Regions from separate parts of the Ovis aries genome. Here region 1 is linked to region 2. Evidence: chromatin contacts called from public Hi-C data. All regions are on one chromosome and are shown on one strand. Each heading gives the region's core, a stretch centred on a gene start, on an enhancer-like site or on the middle of the called end of the contact. The rest is flanking DNA. Distances are from core to core; before and after follow the strand shown. Region 1 holds the start of CCDC146 (coiled-coil domain containing 146). Region 2 overlaps GSAP (gamma-secretase activating protein).

Region 1 (4,436 bases), core at 582-3,081, 170 kb after region 2:
CTAAACTGAACTCTGAAAGTTTTAAGAACATACTCCTACCAGCACTGCATGTTCATGACTGCAGGAATGGCTTTTACAAAACTGACTGTGCAAAAATATTTTACAAGTAAACTCTAAATATGGGGGGAAGTTATATACGACTTTCTATTCATTTCGTAAATAATTTTTTTTTCTCCAAAGGTGTCAGGAAGATAGAAGGACCTTTTAGAAGAGTGGTGAGAGGGTCAGACCTAATTGTTTCTTAATCTTTCAAAACTTGTTTCTTCATCAATAATGTAAGCATAATAACACTTGCCCTGCTAAACACAGAGTGTTTTGTGAGGATACCGTGAGATGATACATGTGAACATGCTCTGAAAACTATAATGTCATAAATGTGGAAGGTAGTACTTTTACTGGTTATTATTGATATGTGGACAGACTTGCTACATGACATCAGACTTATAAAAGGATCACTAACTTTTTAATATCTTATGTTAACCTTAATGTACATAATCTCCATTTTAAAGCTCAGATGATCCAAAAAATAACGGTTTTGGTCCGTTTTATTTATTTGAAAATAGTAAATATGGATCTGAGAGTTGGACTGTGAAGAAAGCTAAGCGCTAAAGAATTGATGCTTTTGAACTGCGGTGTTGGAGAAGACTCTTGAGAGCCCCTTGGACTGCAAGGAGGTCCAGCCAGTCCAACCTAAAGGAGATCAGTCCTGGGTGTTCATTGGAAGGACTGATGTTGAAGCTGAAGCTGCAATATTTTGGCCACCTAATGTGAAGAACTGACTCATTTGAAAAGACCCTGATGCTGGAAAAGATAGAAGGCAGGAGGAGAAGGGGATGACAGAGGATGAGATGGTTGGATGGCATTACCGACTCAATGGACATGACTTTGAGTAAATTCCGGGAGTTGCTGGTGGACAGGGAGGCCTGGTGTGCTGCAGTCCATGGGGTTGCAAAGAATCAGACACAGCTGAGTGACTGAACTGAACAGCTAAGTTGAATGCATTCTCAAGATGCTTAAACCAATGCCTTTCCCAAAGTTATTCCTGTGGGATTTTATTAAAAAGACAGTTTGAAGATCAGTTTGAATAATTATGGCGAAATGAAACACAAAGCCAAGGACAGAAGTAATATGCAGTGGGAACTTGATGAACCTAAAAGCTTGCCCCTATCATGAGTGAACCTTTATAAGGAGGGAGATGGACCAGGACAGAAAGGAGGAAAGGATAACTTAAGAAAAACACTGAATTTTTAAACAGGTAATGGCTTGCAAAGAACTCTGTGACTTGGGCCCCTGAGGACTTTAGCTCAGTTCATTAGGATTTTTAGATATAAAATAAAAATAGTATAAACTTCAACTTAGCCTGTGCACCGGTGTTCACATCCATTATTTCATTTGATCCCTAAAATTAAAAAAAAAAACAAACAAACAAAAAACAAAACCTTTGAGGCCAGACAAGGTATTATTGACCTAATTTTAAGAGCAAGCAGTTTAAACTCAGATACATTCAAAGACTGGCCTGAGGTCTTTTAGAGTCTGAAAGGAGACAGGACGCTAATGCTATTCCTATATTTTACTCTCGAAGAGGGAGTTTCCTTTGACAGCACTAATGAGTCTTTAACCTCTTGCAGAGGTATTCTCCATCCCAGGGTAACCCGAACTAATTTAATGACGCTTGGAGCTAACCACTCACTGAGGGTACTCCTATTTTAAATCACGGTCTCACCTTTAAAAGCGCAGTTTCTTAGCTCTTCTCTTCGTCCTGATTCTTATTTAGGCTCCTATTTTCCCTCAGACGATCTTCCTCCGTCTCACTCCAAAGCTCCACCCTCTTCGGAGAAGTCGCGTCCTCGGTATCCAAGGAAACCAAGCAGCCTGGCCCATCTTTTGCTTTCCTCCCTTTCCATTGGCCAGTGGGTTCCGGTGTAGGTTCCCCCCCTCCCCCCGCCCCCACGTCCCTCCAATGGCTAATGGGCTTGAGGGGAAAGCGCAGGCCTTCCGAGTTCCGTCCAACACCTGCCGTATCTACCCTCAGCATCCTGCGCATTGCCTTCTGGGAAATGTAGTTTCTCAGTTGCCCGAGCCATTCAACATCTGACCACCATTGGAACTACCTATCCCACCGGCCTTTGCGAAAGGGGCGGGAGTAGGCAAGGGGTTCTGGTCAGGATGGATTCTTAGAACTTTAAAATTGCAATTTGCCGCCCAGACCCGTGTAGCTGACGTTTACATTGCTGAATGAAGTGAGCGGTTTTGCTGTTGCTTCAGCAAACCCTCTTATCAAGCGTCTGTCTCCCTTTTGGCTTGGTCAGCACAGCGGCAAGCCGACTGGACTTGGAGAGACTAACCTGAGGCTGAAGTAATCTGTGGGAGAAAGAGGGGCACGCCATGTTCCCCTTCTCGGGACGGGGGCTGGGCTGCCTCCGGCTCTGTCTGCTCAGAGTGTGGGCCGGCGAGGCCACCGGGCGCTGGGCCTGTGGGACATGTCAGTCCCGGCTGTACGGCTCAGGTGGGTCCCAGCCCGAGGTCTCTAGGTCTGACCCTGCGCGCGGGACTCTGAAGGAGTGGGCGCTGCTGGTGAGCCCTTTCGGCCGTCTGCGGGCGCGGCTCCCATGCCACCTGACTGTGAGGCCCCTGGACCCCCTCACCTACCCAGACGGCGACCGCGTGCTGGTCACAGTGAGCGGAGTGGAGGGCGGGGCGCGGGCCCTGGCCGGCCTGCAGGTGAACTACGACGAGGCGCAGAAGGAGGTGACCATCGTGGCTGATGTCATCGACCACCGGGCGTCCGTGGAAGTGAACGCGCCCCTGAAGTTTGGCAAGTGATTGTAAAACGGGTTTGGGTCCCGGGGCACACCCTGTGAACTTCTGAAATTAGGCCGACGTGCATTTTTAATTTGTCCCTTTGGATCTGACTTTTCAACGTAATTTACTCTTGACCCCTTCAGAAGCTATGTCTTTTTTTTTTTTTTTCTGTTCTGCTTTAGGTTTCTGAGTAGCAGTTAGGAATTAAGTTTTCAGTTATAGCAATTTTATAAATCTAGTAGAAACATGATTTGGAATAACCTAAGCCACATAACATCTTTTTTTGTCGTATCCTCCTTTGACACTTTGTTCCTATTTGTGTTACTGCACTTTGTCCATTACAAAGTGTTTTATTTTTCAGGGTTAACGTATCTTGATAATCCACTCAGTGGCATGGCAGGCGGTCCACATTTCCACTTGCTCATGGCCTGCGGTCTGTTCCCCAAACAGCCTTGCCTATAGTATGTTTCGTATAGTCTGGACCAAGTGTTTGGTTTCTAATAGGCACCCAGCTTCTTACTGAAAACGTCAGCTTTCATTTTGGCCTAAGTAAATTTTGCAGAGTACATCATGAGAAACGCTGGACTAGAAGAAACACAAGCTGGAATCAAGATTGCTGGGAGAAATATCAATCACCTCAGATATGCAGATGACACCACCCTTATGGCAGAAAGTGAAGAGGAACTAAAAAGCCTCTTGATGAAAGTGAAAGAGGAGAGTGAAAAAGTTGGCTTAAAGCTCAACTTTCAGAAAACGAAGATCATGGCATCTGGTCTCATCACTTCATGGGAAATAGATGGGGAAACAGTGGAAACACTGTCAGACTTTATTTTGGGGGGGCTCCAAAATCACTATAGATAGTGACTGCAGCCATGAAATTAAAAGACACTTACTCCTTGGAAGAAAAGTTATGACCAACCTAGATAGCATATTCAAAAGCAGAGACATTACTTTGCCGACTAAGGTCCATCTAGTCAAGGCTATGGTTTTTCCTGTGGTCATGTATGGATGTGAGAGTTGGACTGTGAAGAAGGCTGAGCGCCCAAGAATTGATGCTTTTGAACTGTGGTGTTGGAGAAGACCCTTGAGGGTCCCTTGGACTGCAAGGAGATCCAACCAGTCCATTCTGAAGGAGATCAGCCCTGGGATTTCTTTGGAGGGAATGATGCTGAAGCTGAAACTCCAGTACTTTGGCCACCTCATGTGAAGAGTTGACTCATTGGAAAAGACCCTGATGTTGGGAGGGATTGGGGGCACGAGGAGAAGGGGACGACAGAGGATGAGATGGCTGGATGGCATCACTGACTCAATGGACATGAGTCTGAGTGAACTCTGGGAGTTGGTGATGGACAGGGAGGCCTGGCGTGCTGCGATTCATGGGGTCGCAAAGAGTCGGACACGACTGAGCGACTGAACTGAACTGAAGTAAATTTTCTGTGAGTTGCAGGCTTTGAAGGAAAACACATAGTTAGATTGCCCCAGAAAGGTCAATTGATAATGGCTGCCAGATATGTTTTCTAGGTGTTTTGAGTTCCATGTTATTTCTCACATGGAAGCCACAATTTCTGCGACACTTCTCTAGGAAAGTCTTCCCAAGTTCTCTGCCGTCCTAGGACTGAAGCAAAATACTATTA
Region 2 (4,053 bases), core at 877-3,376:
CTAAACTCATGAGTATTTTCTTACAAAGCATTTGTGTGTATTTGAAAGCATTATAAGCTCTTTTCAAGAAGCTGGCAATGTGCTTCTTAGATTGTCGTGGCTTTTCCTCTCCTGTTGTCCCTGATGAATACGGTGCTTAGTACTCAGCTAGTGCAGTAAATGCTGGCTGACAGAGAGGAGTCTTTCTGTGCTCCCGGGCTGGCGGGTAGGGTGTGATTGTGTAGCTCCCACGCCCTCTTCCCCCCAGACTATGTAACGACAGCTAGCATTTTACCTTGGTGTTTCTTTTACTCTCTGGGTCAAGGAATGTGCTGGTGTTACTTTGGCATTTGAAGACTCTTTGAAGGTTAGATTGAACCTCCTCTCTAACGGTATGTCCTGTTACGTCACAACACAATTGCAAGTCTTCAGGCAGGTGGTTCTTCATCAGCCTTTAAGCCAGAGATGTAGATGAGAACCTTCGAGAGTGGCTAAGAGACTGCCATGACCTGGATGTGCTCAAGCATGTTCTCAGCCCAGGTTGAACACTAGACATGCCTGGGGAATGTCTAAAACTCATGAGGCCCAGGTCACAGCCCACACCAGTAGGAGTCTAGGGAATGGGACCCAGGTGGTTAACTGAGGTTGGCAGTCATACCCTAGGGGCAGATATATTCACTGCAGAGATTGAAGTGCCATGGCTTGTTTTCTCTACTTTTTCTAAAGCTCTGTCTATGGTCTGAATCTTTGCTCATTTTCTGGGAGCTGCACCTGGAACATCCTCTCTTCACTTTTCACTTATGTATCCATTTTCATCTTCTGGGTCTTATCTATTTCCAAGACTTCCAAATGGGCTTCCCTTGTAGCTCAGCTGGTAAAGAATTCACCTGCAGTTCAGGAGACCCCGGTTCGATTCCTGGGTCGGGAAGATCCCCTGGAGAAGGGATAGGTTATCCACTCCAGTATTCTTGGGCTTCCGTGGTGGCTCAGACAGCAAAGAATCCGCCTACAGTGTGGGACACCTGGGTTCGATACTGGCTTGGCAAGATCCCCTGGAGGAGGGCATGGCAACCCACTCCAGTATTCTTGCCTGGAGAATCCCCATGGACAGAGGAGCCTGGCAGGCTACAGTCCGTGGGATCGCAGAGTTGGATATGACTGAGTGACTAAGCACAGACTTCCAAATAGACCTTCCAATTTATAATGATCTTCGTAAATTTTCATAGCTTAAAAAATTGCCTCCTTATCTAGTAGATACCAAGTAGTGACATATGCCATTAACTGTTTGCGCTCTCTCAATATCCATATTGTAACATCCAGCCCAGTGACCTCCTTCAGTCACCTACCCGTATTAAATGCTGCTGCTAAGGCACTTCAGTTGTGTCCGATTCTGTGCGACCCCATAGACGGCAGCCCACCAGGCTCCCCCGTCCCTGGGATTCTCCAGGCAAGAACACTGGAGTGGGTTGCTATTTCCTTCTCCAATGCATGAAAGTGAAAAGTGAAAGTGAAGTCGCTTAGTCGTGTCCGACTCTTCCAGACCGCATGGACTGCAGCGCACCAGGCCCCTCCATCCTGGGAGTTGGAGGCCTGGAGAAGGGTTGCCTTCTCCGACCCATATTAAATAGACCTACAAATATTAAAATATTTCTGGGGCTTTTGGCTACCCTTATTTAAATGTAAGTTATTGTTTTAAAACTTAATGTTCCCTTCTACCTCAGTAGTTTTAACTATTTTAAGCTATGGATTCCTTTGAAATGGATATAAACTGTAGACCTTCATCCCAGAGAAGTGCTCATAAGAACACATACTCTGTTTTACATACAATCATTAGACTCAGGACCGCCTCAAACATGTCCTTGGACTTGTTTTATCTGCCTATTCTCAACTAAGACAAGGTTATGAGGAAAGGGACTTTTTTAATGGGGTGAGGGTGAGAGGAAGGTAGTTTGGGAGCCGCAGTGTGAGTATGAAAATAGGGTCTTCTGACAGAAGGATGCCGTTGGCCTGAGGGGAAGAGGGGCTTGCCCAGGTAGGACATCATCATTCCTTCCTCCCCTGTCTCATCCTGGGCAAGGTTGGGTGGACCGAGCAGTGGGTCTCCAATGCAAAGCAGGCAGAACTAGATGCATAACTGACCACTAGATGGCACCACAACACCAGTTAATTTGCTGGCTTTGGGCACTAGTTGGAGAAGGCGATGGCACCCCACTCCAGTACTCTTGCCTGGAAAACCCCATGGATGGAGGAGCCTGGTTGGCTGCAGTCCATGGGGTCGCAAAGAGTCGGACACGACTAAGCGACTTCACTTTGACTTTTCAGTTTCATGCATTGGAGAAGGAAATGGCAACCCACTCCAGTGTTCTTGCCTGGAGAATCGCAGGGACGGGGGAGCCTGGTGGGCTGCCGTCTGTGGGGTCACACAGAGTCGGACACGACTGAAGTGACTTAGCAGCCGTAGCAGCAGCAGCAGCCTAAACTCAGATGTAGAATAGCTGCAGCAAGAAAAGCTGTAGCGACTTCCTGTCAGGGTCCTCATTCTGTCAGTTGTCTCCAGGGTTTGCTTGCAATATAAGGGAGACAAAATGGTGGGCAAAGATGTATCCACTATCAAGGTATGGACAGGGAAAGAAAAGATAAGAGAGGTAGGGCAGGTGTAGAGTGGGACCTGACTCCTGGTTTCCGATTTCCTCTGGAAATAACAATTTCTTGGACATAGCTCTTCCTGTCTCTGTGAAAATGGGTGTTGGCTGGACAGGCCTTTCAAGCTTCTAAAATAGCAAGTTCGTTTTGTTATGTAACGCACTTTCCTGATACCGGTATCCATTTTAAGCCACTTGTGACTGTGCTTTCAGTAAGAATTTGGGTGATGTGCTATTACTTAACAAAGGGCATTTTTCTTGATGGGGCATTTTTTTAAAGTTCTCTTTTTTTTTCCCTTGTAATACAGCCAAGTCTGTTCCCGCTGTAGGCATTAAGGTCACTTTGTTTCCTGGCCACGCATTGCACCCTTGATCCCAGTCAAATCTTTTATAAATGCATATATTTTGGCAAGATAATAGGTATCATGAATCTGTCTTCATTAATTTGCAAAAACAATTTTTTGTCAGGATATCCTTTAACATTAAAAATATATTACTATAGCATTTTATTTTAAAATGAACATAATGAATATTTTTTGCTTCGGGCTAGTACAGTGATATCAATATGTCAAAAACCTAGAGGGAGATGGTTGCCAGCTAATTCCATTTTGAAGTAATTGACAACTGAGTGTGAAAGGAGTTCACTTCACCATTCTGATTCTTGAGTTTTGAAAAAGACCCTTTGGAAGTAAATAAACTTAACTGGAAAGTAAACCTATACTTCCATGTGATCCAAATCTTGTGACCGTTCTGTCACTGAACAGGGCATTGTTGATATAACCTGAGTCAGAATGGGTCTCTGGGGAGGAAATGACTTGATGTGTTCAAAGCAGGCTTCCCTGCTTAGCCTTCACCCAGGGGGAGTCACACTGGCTTGGGGAAGTGAGCAGCTCTCTCTGTGTGTAAAAGGGGCTTGAAAAGAAAGGGAGGGAGGCAAGCCTCTTTGAGTCTGTTTTAGAATTCCTGTCGGGACAAGACTACCATCCCTTGTGGGAAGTATATGGTCAGAAATGCTGCCTCATGAGAGCTTTGTAGGAAGGCCTGCATGGGCCGTGCTATGTAGTTCAGGCCACAGAACCTGCTTCTCGAGCCCACTGATGTTTTTGTCTCTTACAGGTGCATAGCTTTAAGGGCTACTGGGAAAAACTAAACTCTAACCTGGAATATGTGAAGTACTCCAAGCCACACTTACACTATAACAACAGCATGGTCAGGAGAGAGTGGCACAACCTGATCTCAGAAGAGGTATGTGTGGGTTCCTGAAAGGAGAGCAAGAAGCCCAGCAGGTTAGGTTAGGTGAGGCCCTTATGTCATAAAGCTGGCTTAGGTCCAGCACTCGCCACTGTTGCCAGGCACTGTTCATTAGTGCTGCTGATCCCCAGTAGGCAGACCAAGGTTTTCTGTGATCTCTTTCTCTTCAAGAGGAAATTAA

Evidence for each region. Hi-C and Micro-C count contacts between places; a contact is called where the count stands out from the background.
Region 1: a Hi-C map of hypothalamus shows a contact between it and region 2, with 8 times the contacts expected there. The contact joins the promoter of CCDC146 here to the enhancer-like site in region 2. A contact is called at or near these places in 8 of 16 Hi-C or Micro-C datasets (hypothalamus, liver, mesenteric adipose tissue and 4 more).

What each region holds. Positions count from the first base shown.
Region 1 is chr4:45,543,431-45,547,866 of ARS-UI_Ramb_v3.0, forward strand. It overlaps CCDC146 (coiled-coil domain containing 146), which reads right to left and starts at 1,832. Exons shown (of 17, transcript XM_060414653.1): 1 at 1,724-1,832. It overlaps FAM185A (family with sequence similarity 185 member A), which reads left to right and starts at 2,140. Exons shown (of 10, transcript XR_006059764.2): 1 at 2,140-2,815.
Region 2 is chr4:45,376,720-45,380,772 of ARS-UI_Ramb_v3.0, forward strand. GSAP (gamma-secretase activating protein) reads left to right here. Exons shown (of 32, transcript XM_042249168.1): 20 at 3,738-3,866. Among named protein-coding and RNA genes, the nearest start is that of GSAP, 65 kb to the left of the region's middle. Within about 2 kb of position 2,127, at least 7 of the 54 cell types and tissues checked have an H3K27ac peak or open chromatin away from gene starts, as enhancers often do. A contact at or near this core is called in hypothalamus, where this site is marked.